Linked DNA regions of Pan troglodytes: region 2 is linked to region 1. The links are chromatin contacts, called in public Hi-C maps. All regions are on one chromosome and are shown on one strand. The core of a region is the stretch at or near the end of the contact, and the rest is flanking DNA. Distances in the headings are between cores, read along the strand shown. Region 1 has its middle 51 kb from the start of IL20RB. Region 2 holds the start of NCK1 (NCK adaptor protein 1).

Region 1 (3,557 bases), core at 983-3,482:
GCACATCTCTGGAAGCTGGGCTTTTTGTTTTTAAGCAACATGATGAGACCCACACCTCATGACCAAGTTTTTATCAGTTCTTTAACCTGAGCCTTGCCTTTGTCAACCCAAAGTTGCAACAGAGCGAGATGTTACTTAATGTTACTTGTATTTAAATTTCAGCATCTATTTGCTGCCATCAGCTAAACTGAAACTCTTCATTTAAAACACAGGCGGTGGCTCACGCCTGCAATCCCAGCACTTTGGGAGGCCGAGGCGGGCAGATCACTTGAAGCCAGGAGTTCAAGACCAGCCTGGGCAACATTGGGAAATGTTGTCTCTACTAAAAATACAAAAACTAGCCAGGTGTGGTGGCAGGTGCCTGTAATCCCAGCTACTTGGGAGGCTGAGGCAGGAGAAACGCTTGAACCCGGGAGATGGAGGTTGCAGTGAGCTAAGATCACACCACTGCACTCCAGCCTGGGTGACAGAGCAAGACCCCTGTCTAAAAACAAAAACAAAAACAAAAACACACAGTAAGCGTTCCACCTCACTGGCCCTCCATAATCTAGGCCTGATCTGGGGTGAGGCCAAGAAAAGGGGAAAACTATTCCATTTTGATCTATTTCCAATTGCAAGACTCAAAAGTTCAAGTGAGGCAGGGCGCAGTGGCTCATGCCTGTAATCCCAGCACTTTGGGAGGCTGAGGCAGGCGGATCACCTGAGGTCAGGAGTTCAAGACCAGCCTGGCCAACACGGCGAAACCCTGTCTCTACTAAAAATACAAAAATTAGCTGGGCATGGTGCCAGATGCCTGTAATCCCAGCTACCCAGGAGGCTGAGACAGTAGAATCGCTTGAAGCCGGGAAGCGGAGGTTGCAGTGAGCCAAGATAGCACCACTGCACTCCAGCCTGGTTAACAGAGCAAGACTCCATCTCAAAAAAAAAAAAAAAAAAAAAAGTTCAAGTGAGACAGTGAGCAGTTAATGTCAATGAAATGATTTCACCTGGGAAAGCTTGTCCTCGTGATTGATGCAGGTGGGATGACATCAGAGGGGCCTACTTTCTGGGCAGTGATCTCCTAGGGCCAGAAACTCAAGATGATGTTTTGTAGGCCTAATCTTATACTGAGGCAATTTCATAGAAGACTGGCTGGCATCTCCAGGAAATTTGGAGGCATGTGGCCACTTCCTAGAGGAGCGGTTTTAAGTACAGAGGCAAAATTTAGAAGTTACTGAGGTTTGTTCAGGCACTCATTTCTCCAAACGCCAGGATGGTTTTTTTGTTTGTTTGTTTGTTTGAGACGGAGTCTCACTCTGTTGACCAGGCTGGAGTGCAATGGCGGGATCTCAGCTCACTGCAACCTCTGCCTCCCGGGTTCAAGGGATTCTCCTGCCTCAGTCTCCCGAGTAGCTGGGATTACAGGCGCCTGCCACTACATCCGGCTGATTTTTGTATTTTTAGTAGAGACGGGGTTTCACCATGTTAGTCAGGCTGGTCTCGAACTCCTGATCTAAGGTGATCCACCCGCCTCGGCCTCCCAAAGTGCTGGAATTACAGGCGTGAGCCACCGCGCCCGGCCACCAGGGTATTTTTGTTTTTGTTTTTTTGTTTTTGGGGGTTGTTTTTTAACGTAGTTGTTGTTGTTGTTGTTTGTTTAATTTTCTCAATGAGGTCCAGTGAAGGAACCAGGAACATGTACCTCCTCCACAATATGAGGATTTATACTTTTGCTCTTGGAGATGTTTGCAGGCACCTGAGAAGGCTCCTTGCTCAGTTCTTCCTCTAAGGTCCTCCTTAATGGGGTTTTACAACCTGATCTTGCAACCTCTCACCGGGGGAGACAAGAAAGGTCCGTGTTTTCCTTTTGTGACCCTCATTCTCCCACCTCTGGCAAGGATACGTTTTTCCAGGTTTTGTTGTTGTTGCTGAAGAAACTGGGAGTCCCAGGAGCCAGAAGAGAAAGCTGTAATTTGGGGCCAACTCTAGTGTTCCAGTTCCAAACTTCACAGGCTGGGCAGCACGCTGGTTTAGCATGAGCAAGCAGCAGGCAGGCTCCTCCCTACTGATCTGTGCGGGGGCTGAGGAACACTCCTGGAAAGTCAGTCTAGTAAAGGGATCCTACAAATAGGTCACACAGAAGGAAAACAAAAAAGACATCCAAAAAAAGTCTATTTCCGAGAGGTAGGGAATGGCAGCATGGTGGAAAGATCAACAGACAGGAGAGTGCGAGAGGCCAAGGTCCCAGAAAAGAGCGAGAGCCGTGGGTACAGCGTGAAGCCCCAAACCATGAGCTCGGGACAGATACAGACACAGAGCGAGGAGAAGGTGGCTGCTAAATTCTAACTCCACCAGTGACAGTGGAGGTTTGTTAAGGACCAAGCCCGTGGAAACTGTGTAACTGAGTTATTATTCTAGGAAACCGACCTGAGCTTTCCTTTCTTCATCCAGGAAGCCCAGGGAGTTTCATTACGAGTGGGAACAGAAAACATTTTCAGCACTGACCACAAGGTGGCGCCAGACGCCCGTGGATGTAATGGGTCTTCGCCTCCTGGTGAGCTCCGAAGCTGGCCATGGGATCAAGTCCTCTAGATTGAAAGGAAACCAAGAGGTCTGCAGGCCCGGAAAATTACTCTAGCCTAAGGATAATATACGGCACAAGGAAAATAATAAAAAACATCTTTACTAAAGAGACGGGGAGGGTTGGCCCAGAGACTAGACCGGCAGAGTCTACAATTCTTCTGTGAAGGGAACTTAAAAGACTTTTCCACCGAACCCCTTGACAGGACAGGGAGAGCCAAGTGGGGAAAGACTGGACGTTAAGGGGCGGAGAGGAGCCTTTAGAGGAGAAAAAATGCCTTCTGACTGATGGATTTACATTTACTGGTATTCCTCATTGACACAATAAACGAGTCGATAAGCCCAACACGATTGAATAACAAGTAGAAATGCATTCTATTAGATTCATCTTCTCTGAGAATGCATTATGGTAGCTTCACTCTTCTTGGGTGTCATGGACTGATGACTTTTCAAATATATGGTATCAATTGTGCCAGCCAATATTCTCCTTCTGGTGCTTATATTGTCCCAACTTTGGCCAGGAGGAGCCCTGTATAGATTGTTCCTTGTGTAATTTTGAATGACCCTTATTTAATGCTTTGGTTTCTGTCTCAAAAAGGTATAGGTGTTTTAAGATTACCTTGTACCTTTCAACTCCAAACTGACACGGCATCCATTACTGCTCCAAGAAACTTTGGCTCCTTTGGGAGAAAACTAACACTAGAAACCAAAATCTTAGCATTAAGATGCATTGTGGAGGTGACGTTTCTCCTGGGCCATTTCAGTGGAAAAAAGTCAAAATATTTTTAATGTCATGTTTCATAAAGACATGACTTCATATTAATATGTTTGATTCAGTTCCAACAGTGCCCTGTTCTTAGTCAAATTTGGGATCCTACAATTAGCCTTCCTTGTCACTAATCCTAAAATCTAGATTCTTATCAAAATATACAAAATATATATTATTTACTTGCTTTATCTGATAATAGTTGCAAAAAATACACTATCAATACAAAGGT
Region 2 (3,658 bases), core at 981-3,480, 150 kb after region 1:
TGGAGTGCAGTGGCGATCTTGGCTCACTGCAACCTCCGACTCCCGGGTTCATGCAATTCTCCTGCCTCAGACTCCCGAGTAGCTGGGATTACAGGTGCGTGCCACCACGCCCGGTTAATTTTTGTATTTTCAGTAGAGACGGGGTTTCACCGTGTTGGCCAGGCTGGTCTCGATCTCCTGACCTCGTGATCCGCCTGCCTCGGCCTCCCAAAGTGCTGGGATTACAGGCGTGAGCCACCGAGCCCGGCCAACATTACACGTAGGTTTCAAATTTTATTTAGATGTACCTGAAAGCACTGCAGAAACCTGGACAAAAGATAATGCCTAGAAAAATAAATACACATTTTATTTATTTATTTTTTTGAGACGGAGTCTCGCTCTGTCGCCCAGGCTGGAGTGCAGTGCCGCGATCTCGGCTCACTGCAAGCTCCGCCTCCCGGGTTCACGCCATTCTCCTGCCTCAGCCTCCCGAGTAGCTGGGACTATAGGCGCCCGCCACCACGCCCGGCTACTTTTTTGTATTTTTAGTAGAGACGGGGTTTCACCGTGTCTGCTAGGGTGGTTTCAATCTCCTGACCTCGTGATCCGCCCGCCTCAGCCTCCCAAAGTGCTGGGATTACAGGCTTGAGCTACCCCGCCTGATCTCCCTCAGTATCGAACAAAACATTACACGTAGGTCTCAAATTTTATTTAGATGGACCTGAAAGCACTGTCAAAACCTGGACAAAAGATAATGCCTAGAAAAATAAGTACACATTTTAAAATTTAATACATGAGCCAACAGCTGAGTAGATGTGAACACTCTGCAAACTATGTTTATGGATATTACAGCCAATTTCCACAGATCACAATTTTCCCAAAGAAGTCTCAGAGTTTGTGGTCAAGATGAAAAGAAAGTACCATTTATCAACCAGTGCATATTACTATCAAGTTGTGAATGGGATGCCTATTTAAGAATATCACAGACTCCACCCCTCACAAGAAAATAAAGTGTTTTAAAAAGAAAAGAACGAATATTATTGACAATTACCAAACAAAACTTTCTTCTTAGGTTATTTCTCCGTTTACTGTGTGACCTCGCTGAAGGCTGAGAGTCTAGGCACACTGGTTTCCAGGTGCTGAAGAAATCGTTATAGTTGGTTTGTCATACGTCTATCAAAGTAAAATTTTAAAAATGAGTACCTTTTGGCAACACCCGTTTTGGGGGGACATTGAGCTGCTTTGCTCCCTACCCAAAGAGGAGTTAGGCAATTCTCTTTAACGTAATTCTTTCCTAATTTCTAGGGCTTCTTACCTAATCTAACGTGCATAATTATTTTCAGGTGACTCCGGGTCCATCAGTTTGACACCGAGAGCGTTTCTACGGTTACGTCCTCAGCCCTGAACAAAACCCAGCTTCCTGAGCTTCTAACGGCGAATTTAACTTGTATGTTAATACAGAAGAAAGGTTACAAAACCTATCGAAATGGTTTTTTGTTTTACCAAACATATTACAACTCAAGTCAAAAGTTCACAGCCCCAGCAACTCGCGTACGAATCTGAAGCAGGTCCAGACCATTAAAGTCGCAGCCCCAGACTAGAAAACGGCCGGTGGGTGGGGGGAGGGGAGAGGGCGCGTCCCGAAGATGTCCACCCGCAGCACCGCGCAGGCTGACGCCTCCCCTCCTCTCGGGCTGGAGGTGAGAGCGCCCTTCCTCCTACCACGTCCCTACCTTCCCGGCCTCGGATTACGCCACAGCTGGCAAAAGGACTTTTTCATGAGAAAACAGACAAGTCAACCAGCGCGCCGCACACTCGACCTCCCAGGCTCGCACGGGCGGCCGCCCGGGCTCTCAGCCCGACACAGCGCTCCAGGGGCTGACAAGGAGGCCGCGGGGTCACGCTCCCTGGGGCAACGGCCCGAGGGTCTCGCGGAATCCCAGTGCAGAAGTCTGGACCCTCCGAGCAGCCTCCGCGCCCCCTCCGGCTCAGCTCCGAGCCTGCAGACGGCGCCCCCGGGGCTAACTCAGAGCGAGAAGAGGAAGCGACGCAGCGAGTAACAGGCTGTATGGACGGACAGCGGACTGACGGGGGGGGGTGTGTGTCTGCCTGCCAACAAGGCCGTCTCACCTTCCCGCTGCCGAGCCGGGCAGCTCCAGCTCACCTGAGGAGGGCTCCAGGACGCCACTGCGGCCGCCGTGATGGCCGTAACGGCACGAGGCCTGCGCTCCGCCGCCGCCGCGTAGCTCTTGGGAGAGAGGCGGGGCACGCGCGGTGGGCAGGCGGATCCGCGCGGGCAGGAAACCCACTCTGGACCCAATCTGATAGGTTCAGTCGCCCCCTTCCCCGGTCCCTGACGCGACAACGGTCTCTGCCGCACTGGGATTGGGCGGGCCCACATGTCAATCAAGCCCCCTGCGTGATGTGGAGGGAGCGGAGGCTGCGCGGCGGAGAGTAGAGAGCTAGAGGGTGAGAAGCGCTGGGCCGGACCAGAACTGTCTTCGCTTTTCCCTCTGCGGCTGCTCTGGTTGGTTACTTTGAGCCTTCCTCCTCAGCGCCGCAGGAGAGACTTAACAGCAAAAATGACTGTGTCCTGAGTTCAGCCCCCACTGCTCTGGGAGCTTCCCCCTGGTTTCTGCACCTGAAGAATGTCATCCCAGCCGAAGGTTCTTAGGAGCGGGGAGCGACAAAGAAAAACAAAGAAAAGCAGACCTGAAAATTGGGACCTGGGAGAAATGTAAGACATGTGCTTAATTTGAGGCACAGACCAAAAGAAGCTGAGTCTGAGGGCCCTCTAAAAGTGTCCTCGTGCTTGGGCAGCTTACATTCTTGGGGGCAGTAGTGTTATGAAGAGGACCTTCGTAGCCAGGTCTGCCCATTCTTAGGGCTCCAGCCACTGGCTGAGGCATCAGTAAGTTGGTTCTTCCCCTCGCCGGTGCTGCAGGCCCCCTTCCCCGCCCCCGCGCCGTAACCTGCCTCTTTTTTTTTTTTTTTGAAACGAGTTTCGCTCTGTCGCCAGGGTGGAGTGCAGTGGCACGATCTCGGCTCACTGCAACCTCCGCCTCCGGGTTCAAGCGATTCTCCTGCCTCAGCCTCCCGAGTAGCTGGGATTACAGGCATGTACCACCACGCCCAGCTAATTTTTTTGTATTTTTAGCAGTGACGGGGTTTCACCATGTTGGCCAGGATGGTCTCGATCTCTTGACCTCGTGATCCGCCAGCCTCGGCCTCCCAAAGTGCTGGGATTACAGGCGTGAGCCACCACGCCCAGCCGCCTCATCTCTTCTTAACCATCTTTGTGGCACAGTTTAGGGTCGCTCCTCAGGGAAGCTTGCTCAGTTAGGTACCTTCCTTGGAGCACAGGTGTTTTCTCCATCCGATCTATTGAAATGGTTTGCCTGTATGCCTACCTAGATTGTAAACTCCGTTGAATCAGTAACCATGTCTGTTCAGTTTCTCCCTAGGGCCTTGCAGTAGGGTAGATGGTCAGTAAATACTGTTTAAGGCATTAATACTTTTTATTTTAATCCTGGCCCTGGATATCAGCCTCAAAAGTTTGCAGTTTTCTGCATTTAACTTCAAAATTATTTACGTGATTGGTAATGCATGCATGTGGTTGGCCTGTGCTGTAATTTAGATGTTTGTTCCCCTAAACCTCCTGTTGAAATTTGATCCCCAA

The links. Hi-C and Micro-C count contacts between places; a contact is called where the count stands out from the background.
Region 2: a contact with region 1 is called in a Hi-C map of stem cell-derived neural progenitor cells, with 5 times the contacts expected there. The contact joins the promoter of NCK1 here to the enhancer-like site in region 1. A contact is called at or near these places in 2 of 7 Hi-C or Micro-C datasets (blood and stem cell-derived neural progenitor cells) and 1 of 1 datasets of contacts at active chromatin or transcription factors (stem cell-derived excitatory neurons).

Annotation. Positions count from the first base shown.
Region 1 is chr2:140,235,421-140,238,977 of NHGRI_mPanTro3-v2.0_pri, reverse strand. No RefSeq gene overlaps it. Among named protein-coding and RNA genes, the nearest start is that of IL20RB, 51 kb to the right of the region's middle. Within about 2 kb of position 2,232, at least 9 of the 24 cell types and tissues checked have an H3K27ac peak or open chromatin away from gene starts, as enhancers often do. A contact at or near this core is called in stem cell-derived neural progenitor cells, where this site is marked.
Region 2 is chr2:140,089,531-140,093,188 of NHGRI_mPanTro3-v2.0_pri, reverse strand. It overlaps NCK1 (NCK adaptor protein 1), which reads right to left and starts at 2,230. Exons shown (of 4, transcript NM_001246580.1): 1 at 2,110-2,230.